2 separate regions of the Sus scrofa genome follow, and region 1 is linked to region 2. The links are chromatin contacts, called in public HiChIP or PLAC-seq maps. All regions are on one chromosome and are shown on one strand. Each heading gives the region's core, a stretch centred on a gene start, on an enhancer-like site or on the middle of the called end of the contact. The rest is flanking DNA. Distances are from core to core; before and after follow the strand shown. Region 1 holds the start of PCDH12 (protocadherin-12). Region 2 has its middle 57 kb from the start of PCDH1.

Region 1 (5,647 bases), core at 1,864-4,363, 120 kb after region 2:
CTGCTGGCATTGGTGGTATTGACGAACAGCTGCCCCAGGCGGGGGCTGAGGACAAAGAGACAGGCCTCGTTGCCACTCCGGATGCTGTAAAGGAGCTCTCCGTTTGGCCCCGAGTCTGCATCTCTCGCCACGATGGTTGCCAAAAAGAATGGCTGGGAGCCGGGGGCGGCCTGTGGGGGCGAGTTGGTGCCTGCTGGACCCGGGCCGTTGGGCGTCTCGATGGGCACCAGCAGGTGACCCGTGGACGCGTTTACAAGCACCGAGAGGCTGGCTTTCCCATCGCTGAGCATGGGGTGAATCACCTCTGGGGCGTTATCGTTGGCATCCAGGATGCTGACCCACACGGAGACACTGGATGCCAGCTGGGGCTGGCCCCCGTCCTCCGCCACCACCAGGAACTCGAAGCCGGCCATCTGTTCATAGTCCAGTGACCTCTGCGCCGTGACGTCTCCTGTATCCGGGTCGATCGCTACCAAGTGAGAAACTGGGGAGTCCTGGATGCGGTATGAGATTTTCCCGTTAACGCCCAGGTCTGCGTCGTGGGCCTTGATGGTAATGAGATGAAGGGAGGGGAGGTTGTTTTCCCGAGTGGAGACCTGGTATCGGCTCTTCTCGAACACGGGTGCGTTGTCGTTGGCATCACTGATCTGAATGCTGAGCAGTGTCTCGGCTGATAAGGGCTGGGGTCCCCGGTCCTGGGCCAGCAGAGTGAGGGTGTACAGGGGCCACTGCTCTCTGTCCAGCGTGGCGTTGGTTAGCAGCATGTACGTGTTACCGTTGGTCCTCTTCAGCCTGAAGTGGCCCAGCTCTTGGCTCAGCCAGCAGTGGACCAGCCCGTTGTCCCCCGAGTCCAGGTCGTTTGCCGTGACGAGGGCAACGAAACTGTCCTTGGGCAGCGCTTCGGACACCAGCGACGGCTGGGATGCCCACGTGATGTGGATGCTCGGAGCGTTGTCGTTGACATCCAGAACCTTGATGAGAATTTTGCAGTGGGCTGGGATGGGGTTGGGACCCAGGTCCCTCGCTTGGACGTCTACCTCGTAGGCGGGGTTCTTCTCGTAGTCCAGGGGTTGCCGCAGGATCACCTGGCCGGTCTTGGCATCAATGCTGAAAGCGTCCAGCACCTCTGGAGGCACGTGCTTGCTGAGGAGGAATTCCACCTCCCCGTTGGGGCCTTGGTCAGGGTCTGTGGCAGTCAGGTTGATGAGGAGAGTGCCAGGGGCAGTGTCTTCTTGGACTTCTAGTGCCAGCGAGCTCTCAGCAAAGACAGGGCTGTTGTCATTGGAGTCCAGGACGTTGACCTTCACCAGGCTGGTGCCTGACTTGGGGGGGTTCCCGCTGTCATAGGCAGTCAACACCAGGTCAAAAAACGAGCGGATTTCCCGGTCCAGCTCCTTCACCACCACGAGCTCCGCGTGTTTGGTCTCATCAGGCCCCACGATGACATCCAGGGCAAAGTGCTCGCTGGGGGACAGGGTGTAGGAGTGTAGGGTGTTGGGGCCGGTGTCTGGGTCCAGAGCTCTGTCCAGGGGGATCCGGGTGCTCAGCGAGGCGCTCTCCGAGATTTCCAGCTCCTGCTCGCCTTTGGGGAACTGGGGCTGGTGGTCATTGATGTCCAGCACCTGGACCTCTACGTGGATGAGAGCCAAGTCCCCTGCGGCCAGCACGTCAAAGGAAACCAGGCAGGGATCCTGCTGCCGGCAGAGCTGCTCCCGGTCCAGCCGCTTCCCTGTGCTGAGCAGGCCGTCCTCAGCGTCCACCTGGATGGGCAGCGCCTGAGGCAGCTGCAAGACCTGGAAGGCACCCCCCGCCAGCCCCGGCCGCTCCTCCCGGCCCAGCTCCCGGGCCAGCTTCCCTATCACCGTGCCGGCCGGCACTTCCTCGGACACCTGGTATTTCACTGTGAGAGTGGCCACCTCCTGACAATCCCCCGAAAGGAGCAAGGAGCCACCAGGTCCCAGAAGTCCCAGCAGAAGCGGCAGAAGTGGCATCATGCTTACCACCCGAGTGGACCAGATCCAGGAATCCGCTAGAGTTTGCCAAAGACTAGACACGTCCTCCGGTGTCTGCCGGGGGGCTTGATTCTCCGGCCCCCAGACCTGCGGGCACAGTCGTGTCCCATAATTAGCTGAGGGAACCAGCAGAGTTCCCAGGCCAGGCCATCGTCGGCAGCAGGGGCTTGAGAGCCCCAAGACCGACGGAGCAGAATGGCCCGGGAGGCCACGTTCCGGGGGCCCCCGTTGGTCCCAGTCAGCAAATGACGAACAAGAGCCAGTCCAAGGGGGACTTGACCCGGGAGAGCAGGATGTGCGGCTCTGACTTCCAAACAGTTGCTAGGCTGGGGAGACAGAGAAGCAGCTTTTTCCTATGGAAACCCCACCTACAGGAAAAGGGAGGCTGTGCGTCTCAGTGCCAATTAGAGAAAGAGTTTCCGTGAAGCCGAGTGGCCTGCCGCTGAGGAGGATGCGGCCGGGGACAGGCCGGATGGGAAGGTGCTGTCCACGCAGCAGGGCAGCGCCGCTGAGGGCACGGGAGCCCCTGCTGGGGCCAAGGGAGCAGAGCGCCCAGCCCCTCCTGGGCCGTCACCACCCACCCCCACCTGCCCCCACCCGCGTCCTCTCAGTCTTGACCCTGCCCCGATCACCCGTTTTATTGTTGTTGTCTTTTGTCTTTTTAGGGCCACACCCGAGGCGAATGGAGGTTCCCAGGCTAGGGGTCGAATCAGAGCTGGAGCCACCGCCTTACACCACAGCCACAGCAACGCGGGATCCAAGCTGCATCTGCGACCTACACCACAGCTCATGGCAATGCCAGATCCTTAACCCTCTGGGTGAGGCCAGGGATTGAACCTGAGTCCTCATGGATGCTAGTTGGCTTCCTTAACCACTGAGCCACGATCCCTGTTTTGCGTCTCATGGGGAGCCGCGCTGATTAAGAGAGCAGCCGTCAGAGCCAACCGCCTGCATTCCAACCCTGCCTCTGCAACTTCCCAGCTGGGTCCCAGGGGAAACGTCTGCACCCAGCGGCTCCTCTGCCGGGTGTGGTCGGGAATAAGACAGCAGCCCTCGCAGCGGTTTTGTCAAGATGACCTGGCAAAGAGGTGGTTATTCGGGGTGGGTGGTGTGATCTGCACAGTCTGGCCCTCCCCACGGCTGCCTGGGGCAGTCCCCGCCCGCACAGACCCATAGGGGGCCCCGTGGCCTTGGCTCCTGAAGCGGGATGGTCCCTCTGACCTGACCGGGCAGCTCCCCCCCCCCCCCAGCTCCCCTCCCCGCCTTGGGGCCCATTGTTCTGTGTCTGGTGCAGCCTGAGCCCCGCGGGGGAGTCCCCCAGCCTTGGACGTTTCTATACCCTTCCCTCTCCCCCCTCTTCCTCTCCCCGCCCCCCTTCCTCCAATTCTTCCCTCCCCGCCGCTGTTTGTGTCCAGTCTCAGAAGGGAAGCCCGGGATGGGGCGAGGGGGCGGCCGGCTTGGGTGGCCTTGAGGTGACTTGCCTTTCCTTTCCGCTTCCATCTGCTGCCCTACCGTCTCGTCTTGCCCTTTACCATGAGGTTGCCTCCGGAAGTTTGTAAAGCAGTCGAAGGGACGGGAGTTAAGGGCCAGTTTCCCCTGCATTGGGCATTTGCAGCTCCATCCTTGGGGCCCAAGGACTCCAATCAGGCCCACTGGCCTGGAGGCCTGTGGCCACTGGGATGGGTGACTGCGGGCCTCCGTGGTCTAAGCATCCCTTGCGTGCCCCCTTCTCCTGTGTGCTTCTTTGCCATGCCCTGTCCTGTCACATTGTCATGGAGGTTTCCCACCCCTCTTGCTGAAAGCCCGCTGACCCACAGCAGGGGCCTTGAATCAACAGGGCGTTTCCTCCAGTGCTGCTCTGGACACGGACAGAACCCTCGCTAGCATAGAGATGTTGCCCAAGTCACCTCGCCTCCCCGAGCCTCAGTTTCCTTCTCTGTAGAGGGTGGCTGTCACCCATCTCAAGAGTTCGCAGGAAGGGTTCCAGGAGATGACACTGGGGAGGGCTCAGCGCCTTGCCTGCGACAGAGAAATCTAGTCTCCTGACCTGGGACCAGCTCTTACCTGGTAGTATCTTCTGGGGTTTATGCCTTGAATGCACATGGTAAAGACAGTCTCGCGTTTGTCCCTTCACTTTTTCCTCTGCCATCTTGGCCAGGAAGATCCACTCCCCAGGGCTCCCTCAGCTCAGGCGTGAGCCCCGCGTGCCTGTCCTGCAAGGGGAGCTGGCATGGGCCCAGGCTCCTTGGAGACACACTGACAGCTCATTGACCTTTGGTGACAGGCCCCCGAAAGTGACCCCCAAGGGGCGTGTCATCTCAGGTGGGGGCGGGGAAGATGAAAGAGGAAGCGGGTCGGTGGATGGCTCCAGATCCAGCCTGGGACCGGGAGAGGCTGCGCCTGGAGGCTCCTTGGACAGACTCTGGAGGACATGAGGAATGAGCCAGAGCCGGGCTGGGCTGCGGGGAGGCAGTGCACACGGACGGAGCAGAATGCCAGAGGCCAGAGGTGGGCACGCTGGCTCCTTGCCGTCCCACAGGAGAGTCTGTGGGCATTGCCGGGTGGAAGGTGGGCTGGAGATGTTGGCCGAGGCTGCTGATGATGGAGGGTCTGGGCCCTGAGCTAAGGATTCGGAGCTTGTCCTGAAGGCCTTGGGGAGCTTTGGAAGGGCTCTGAGCAGGGTGCTGGGAAGAGCAGCCTTGTCCTGGTGCTGCTTTTCCTGCGTCGTCCCATGCCTCCCTGCCAACCATGCTGTCGGGCTGAAGAAGCCGAGCACAGGAGGTTGGGGGACTTGCCAGATTATGCAGATCTGCCCTCCGCAAAGCCCCTTGGGCTGCACTCTGGGAAATGGCTTGGAAGGGAATGGAGAAGAGGGAGGGAGGAGGGCCAGCTGGGAGTAATGCAGGGGGCTTTGGTGCAGGAGATGCTGGGGCTGAGAACGTTTCCAGAGTGCCATCTGGTGGCCAAAGGCAGAGAGATGGGCACAGAGTAGCAGTGGGGGGCTGGAGCTCACAAAGGCCCACAGCTCCACACCTGGGCTCTTGTGCCGTGGAGAGCACAGTGCAAGGAGCTACACACAGGTGACAGTCGTTTCTTATTTCTTTTCCTTCCTTCCTTCCTTCCTTTCTTTCTTTTTTTTTGCTTTTTAGGGCCGTATCTGCAGCATATGGAAATTACCGGGCTGGGGGAACTAGGTCCGAGCCAGGTCTGCAATCTACACCACAGCTCACTGCAATGCTGGCTCCTTTACCCGCTGAGCGAGGCCAGGAATCAAACTTGCATCCTCATGAATACTAGTCAAGTTCATTACCGCTGAGCCCCCAGAGGAACCCCACAGTCATTCCTCTTAATGGAAAACTTAGCATGACGCCGCGCCCACAGGAAGAATTAGGGGATTCATGATTTTACACGTGTTAACACTTAGATTCCTGAAAGGGCATTGAGGGGGTGTGTGTGTGTGTGTGTGTGTGTGTGTGTGTGTGTGTGTGTGTGTGGTCTTGTCTTGACTGAGATCCATAGATGCAGAAAATGGACTCACAGGTCATAAAAAACCTTGCATGTGGATTGGTTTGCATTAGGTGGTTTAATTATTGTTTTTTGTTTTAATCACGTTGGAGGTATGAAGCTAAGGCAAC
Region 2 (6,019 bases), core at 2,496-4,995:
GCGGGCCGGCAGCACCGAGGGCAGCAGGCAGCTCGGTCTCGGAAGCCTCGTGCAGCCTGCCGGCGGACTCCTGCCTGACAGGCCCTCGCAGCCCCAGCTGAGGGAGAGGAGGAAGCGGGGGCCGCGACCCGGGGGAAGAGGCACAGGCCAGGGAGCCGTGGGCCCATGAGGCCCAAGGAGGCTGGAGAAGGGGAGACATGGGGAGGGGATCCGAGTCCCCTAGGTCGGTTGGGGGGCGGGGTTGGGACAGGAAATCAGAAGCCCGGGCGGCGGCTCCGCTGCAGGTCTTGGTCTAAGGCTTGGTCTAAAGCTGAGAAGTGACCTTGGCACTACTGGCATTTGGGACCAGGTACATCTCTGTTGTAAGGGCCCTGTCCCTGGCTTCTACCCACAAGAAGGTACTCTCACCACCCCGTTGTGACAATCAGGCATGGCTGCAGACACGGCCAAAGGCCCCATGAGGGGCAAGCTCACGGGTGGTTGAGAGCCGCTGGCCTAGGCCCTCAGAGGGCAGTGGTCACCATTATGCCAGGGCTCCCTCTGAGCGGACTTCCCAGAGGGAAGAAGCAAGGAGGAGGAAGACGGAATCAAGCGTGGGACTGAGAGAGAACGGAGCGGAGGAGGGTGCCCAGGGCAGGAGGAGAGCCTCTGGACTGGGCGGGGGCAGGAGGGAGCTGCCCAGGGCTGCCACCTGGCATTGGCGGGATTAAATAAAACCCAGGAACAGTGCTGAATGCCTTTCCCCTGGGAAGGTCTTCCTGCGGGTCCAGCCTCTCCCGCCTTCCCCGCCACAGAAACCCTCTGCTTCCTGCGGGCTTCTGTGAGTGCCACGTCCAAGAGGCCCTCCCCGACTCTCTCATCAGACGGGTGTTCCTTTCTCCAGGACTCCTTGCCACTTTGCTTCCATCTCCGTGTTGCTGCTCCCCACGGTTCATCCTGATCATAAGAATTGCCTTTATTGAGGGTTTCTCATGCGCCACATGCTGCACGAAGGGCTCGAAGCACGTTTTCCCCCCACAGCTCCCTGGCTGAGTACTGTTACTATCACCATCTTACAGAGGTGGAAACTGAGGCTCAAGCGAAGTAACTTGCTGAAGGTCACCCAAGTAGGAAAAGCAAAGTGGGGACTCTAACCCCGGTTTCCGGGACTCCGGGGCCGGCACTTCCCGCTACTGGGTGCTGTGCCAATGTCCATCTCCCCCGCTCCCTTCTTACATTCGGTCCTGCTGGCGATGCCCACACAGTACCCGCCTGCGGTAGGTGCTTGAGGGCTGCTTCGGTGGGTTGGTGGTCTCTGGCCAGGGCTGAGTGGCTTCCGGCTGGAAGGGCTGGGGCAGAATGGCAGTGCAGGCTGCTGCGTGCCTCCTCAAGGCCCTCAGGGCTCAGTCTGGCCTGAAATCTCTGCATCAAGCCCACGAAAGGCAAATGTCCTGAGGCCGCATCCCAGCCACACTGCCTCGCTCGGCCACCTGGGGTCTCGGAACTGACCTGTTGCGCAATTCCCGGGGAAGCCGCGCCATGGCGCCCCCTAGTGGGCAGAGGGTCACGGTGGCGGAGGGAGGCAGCGAGCGTGCGCGGTTGGAGAGCCCCCCTGCCGCCCAGCCCGGCAGCTCTCTGAGCCCCCTTCCCAAGGCCCCCCTCGGGGAAGTGACCATGTCCTTGTGGAACCTGCCCCGACTCCCGCCTGGAGGACAAAGCAAAGCCCCACTGCCAGCGCCAGAGGAAGAGCCCCTCTCCCTCCTGCCCCGAGGGGGTAGTGCCAGCAGAGGGCTTCCATCACAGCCTCCCCCACGGTGTAGCTCCCACCCGCGGCTGCCTTACCCTCAGCTAGAGAGGGTTTGAGGCTGGTCTGCCGGGGAGCATGATGTGATGCCGCTCCCCTCCCAGGTTAGGGTTTTGATCTGGAATCCAGGAGCTGGAGTCCCAGGGGGCTCAGATCGGAACTGTTCCCCGCCCCAGACATGCTTCCGCCCTCCGCCTCCACCAGGAACCTGCAACCCTGGCACCTCAGCTTTGAAGGCAGGGCTCCTGACAGGCTACTGTTCCCATGGCAACCCCATCCCCGGCTGCCCTACCCAGGGCTTCCCTCCCCCGCCTCCCTCCTCCCTGAACCCACAGCACCTTCATTCATGGAATGAAAACTGCTCAACATCACCAGCGTGGACACCACTCTCCCTCCCTCTCTCTCCCCTCATTCGATGGAGATCCATGGACCAGGGCGAGAAACGGTTGAAAGAGTGCGAGTAGGGGTGGGAGAGAGGCTGGACTAGTGTGCCTGCAGGGGTAGGAGAGGAAGGGGAAGGAGCCCTGGCTCAGCTCCCAACCTGTGGGCCCCCAAGGCTTGGGTCTCTGCTCCTCCTGTTTCCAGCTCTGTTGACGGACCCGCATCTCCCTCGGCTCTGGCTCTGTGAAGGTCCAGAGCCAGATACTTTCTCTGACGGCCCCAGGCCACAGAGCAACCAGGGCCAGGTCTCAGGTCCAGCCAAACCGTAGCTCAGACTCCAAATGCAGGGGTTCAGTCCTGGAGCTCACCCAGGAGCACTGAGGCTGCTCCTGGTGGAGGCCCTGGTGCCTCCCCGGGTCAGACAAGGCCTTGCAGAGGCTGTTGCAGGGTGGGGGGGGGATTCAAATTGACAGCAGGATTATGGGAAGGACTGGAGGGGAGTCTCAGGCCCCAGCCCTGGGTAAATAACACGGCTCGTTGGCTCTCAAGCTTTGGCAGGTGCTGTTGGAAGGTCAGGCAAGGCCTGCTCAGAGCAGGCATCAGTCCCATCCCCGCAGGAGGCCCTGAGCATGCTCAGCCACTCAGCTTCAGAATCCACCCGCCTGGGTTTGAATTATAACGCCCTAGTTTATTCACTGCTTGATGCTTACCTTCTCTGAGCTTGCGTTCCTTACCTAAAAAAGGAGGAGTAATTACATACAAGCACAGTCATGCCTCGGGATCCAGGGGGACTTAGGCCAGGAGCCCCTGCAGATGCCCAATCCAAAGACGCTCAAGTCCTTCAAGCGCAGCGGCGCGGTACAGCCTATGCAGTCGGCCCTCCACGTCGGCGGCTGCGAAACCCACGGATGGGGAGGGCTGAGGGTATGTGGCTGATATCTAGGAGCCCGACCTGCCTCGCAGAGTGCTTTAGGGGCAGTATCTCACTTAATTTTCATAGCAGCCCAGCGACACAGATAGCACTGTTGCTGTGTGTCCTCCACAGAGAGGAGACCGAGGCTGAGAGAGGTGACGGTGAATCAGGCAGCGGGAGCGCAGGGCTTTGCATCCAGGCGGCAGCGGGAGCCAACATCTGCAGTAATAGGGGTGTTCTTACTCGTGAGGGTCCACCACTGAACCGGGGACCGCATCTCTTCTTTCACTCGAGGGTGCAGAGTCCTCTGCAAGCCAAACTGTGCACCGCTGAGCGAGCGAGACCTGGCGTCAGGGAGGCCAGGTTTGGAGAGGTTGGGGTTCTGGTGGGAGCAGGAAGGGAGATGAGCTTTGTTCCAAGGAGCATCTCAGCTGGCAGAGCCGTGAGACCGTCCCTCGGCCAATCCCTCGATCACGGAGGCAGCGGGACTGTGAAGTGTCAAGAAGGAAGGGACTTGCCCAAGGTCACTTGTCCGAGGACAGCCCTGCCACTCCCCCCTCAATCCCTTGCAGCCTTGGGTCAGCACGTTAAGGTCAAGGTCAGAAGCCGCAGAGGCTTAGAATCCTCAGGAAGGGTGGAGAAGGTGGAAGGAAGCAATTCTTTGCCTTTGGGGAAGTGCCCTGGAACTCAGACCCACCCAGCCAGCCTTGCAGCTTGCCCACATCCCCTGTGGGCCACCCCAGCTCCTCCAGTTTCTATCCTTTCCTGAAAGAGTCCCCCATTCCTGAGCAGCCTGCCCCCCGAAAAACCTCTGAACACTGGAGCCTAATCACCCCTCCCCACCCCCCACCTTGAGTGAACCTGCTGAACAAACAGCATTGTTCCCAGTACAATGGATACAAAGAACTTGGGAATTCACAGAATGGTCCTATTTCAGCTTCCTTCCCCTCCAAGCCCCAGAGAGATCCATTGTCAGTAAACTCCACTTAAAATATGCACCTTCGCTCCAGCTGGGGAGCCGCTTAAGACCTTGGAAGAGCCTCCCCCACCCCCACTCCCTTCCCGTCCTTCCCCCGCCTTCAGATCCAGACAGGGAGCGGGGGAAGGGCAACCGCCGGGAAGGGAGCTGGAGGCCACACTGGCCCCCCGCAGTCCCCCTGGGCACCTGGCAGCCCCATTTTACAGCTGTGAGGACTGATTAGCAGTGGGCTTGAGGGACCTGCTCCTGTGGTTCCCAGTCACAGTGCCTCGGCTTCACAGGAGACCTCAGGGCCCCCTCTCTTCTGCTGCCTGCTTGCAGGAAACCTCTGAGGACAAAAGAAGGCACCTGTTCCACTCCCGAAATTCCTCCTTCTTGTTAGACCTTCCTTGAAGAGGCCTCACCGCGTCCTGGTGACAGCCCCGTCCTCCACTCCCTGGCTCCCGCGTCCTGTGGTCTTCCTCCGGCAAGGGACAGGCCTCCCGGGACCGGACGGCGGCCTCTGCAGCCCCTAAGGCTCTCTTTCTCCTGGGCTGAACAACTCCTCCCTTTCCCCCAGACCCCCTGTGTCCATGGTTTTGAGGCCCTCCCCCAACCTATTTTCCTCGCCTGTGCCGCGCTGCTATCACTGAGGACTCACAGTGGTAGGACCCAGCGCTGGCCCCATAAGTATTTGTTAAGTGCCTTCCAGGTACCAGGCACTGCGCTAACAGCTGGAAATACAAACGAGATCCCGGCTTTCCCGAGGTTTGTAATTCTGACTAAACTCAGATGCTAATATCAGATAAACACAGGAATGAATGCATAATTACCAAGTGCGATAAGGGATCAGACTAAAGGAAACTGATCATATGAAAGTAACAAAGGAACTTGATTTAGTGTGGAAGGACAGGGGTGGACCACCCTAGGCTTCCTGACATCTAAAGGATCTAGGCTTTAATTAGAGAAAGTAGACAGGGAACAGCATTTAAAGTGGTGGGAACAGATTGTGCAAAGGCCCTGTGGAGAGAAAGCCAATGGGATTAGAGGCTACTGAGCGGTGGGCAGGCGCGGTAGGCCTCAGGGAGGAGTTGGACAAAAATGCAGCAGAAAGACATAAAAGTCTATATGCAGTAGGGGCTGGTTGAAATTTGCCTCAAAAAGCACAGATCTGGAGTTCCCGTTGTGGCTCAGTGGTTAACGAATCTGACTAGGAACCATGAGGTTTCAGGTTCTATCTCTGGCCTTCCTCGGTGGGTTAAGGATCTGGATGAGTTGTGGTATATAGGGTGCAGACACGGCTCGGATCCCGAGTTGCTGTGGCTCTGGCGTAGGCCGGTGGCTACAGCTCCAATTGGACCCCTAGCCTGGGAACCTCCATATGCCACAGGTGCGGCCCTCAAAAGACAAAAAGGCCAAAAAAAAAAAAAAAAAAAAAAAAGACACAGATCCTGAGAGTGGCTGATCCCAAAGCAGTTCTTCTGAGCTTTTGCACTTACTGTCCCCTCTGCCTGGGATGCTCTGTTCCCAGATTTTCCTGAGGTTTCAGAGCTTGCCCAACCCATCCAGCCTAAAGGAGTTCGCCTCTCATGCCCTTTCACTCTATTCTTTTAGCCCGACTTAGCTTCTTTTTAATAGCACATTCTGAAATGGAATTATTTCTTTGCATGTTTGCTCCTGCTCTGTCCTCTCGCTGGAAAGTAAGCTCTGTGTGGGCAGGAATTTTGTCTGACTTGTCACTATGGCACTGTAGCCTCTGACAGTACTGGCACATAGTAGGCCCTCAGTAGATAGTACGTGAACGAAGGAATGAGTTCCTACATGTACTCCAAGATAAAAGTGGATCAGTATTTACCCACAAAGACCATGTAGAAGGGTATAGATATTTTAACCTCCCTCGCCTGCATGGACCACCCCTCAAGGGGCCTCTTGGACAGTCCAGGGGCAGGGCCTGCACAGTTCATTGCCCGAGGCCAGCTGATCA

Evidence for each region. HiChIP or PLAC-seq counts read pairs in DNA pulled down with a chosen protein or histone mark.
Region 1: an H3K27ac HiChIP or PLAC-seq map of skeletal muscle shows a contact between it and region 2. The contact joins the promoter of PCDH12 here to the enhancer-like site in region 2. A contact is called at or near these places in 5 of 47 Hi-C or Micro-C datasets (heart right ventricle, mesenteric adipose tissue, omental adipose tissue and 2 more) and 1 of 2 datasets of contacts at active chromatin or transcription factors (skeletal muscle).

Annotation. Positions count from the first base shown.
Region 1 is chr2:143,561,915-143,567,561 of Sscrofa11.1, forward strand. It overlaps PCDH12 (protocadherin-12), which reads right to left and starts at 3,114. Exons shown (of 4, transcript XM_003124041.4): 1 at 1-3,114. The coding sequence starts at 1,994.
Region 2 is chr2:143,441,661-143,447,679 of Sscrofa11.1, forward strand. No RefSeq gene overlaps it. Among named protein-coding and RNA genes, the nearest start is that of PCDH1, 57 kb to the right of the region's middle. Within about 2 kb of position 3,746, at least 7 of the 83 cell types and tissues checked have an H3K27ac peak or open chromatin away from gene starts, as enhancers often do. A contact at or near this core is called in skeletal muscle, where this site is marked.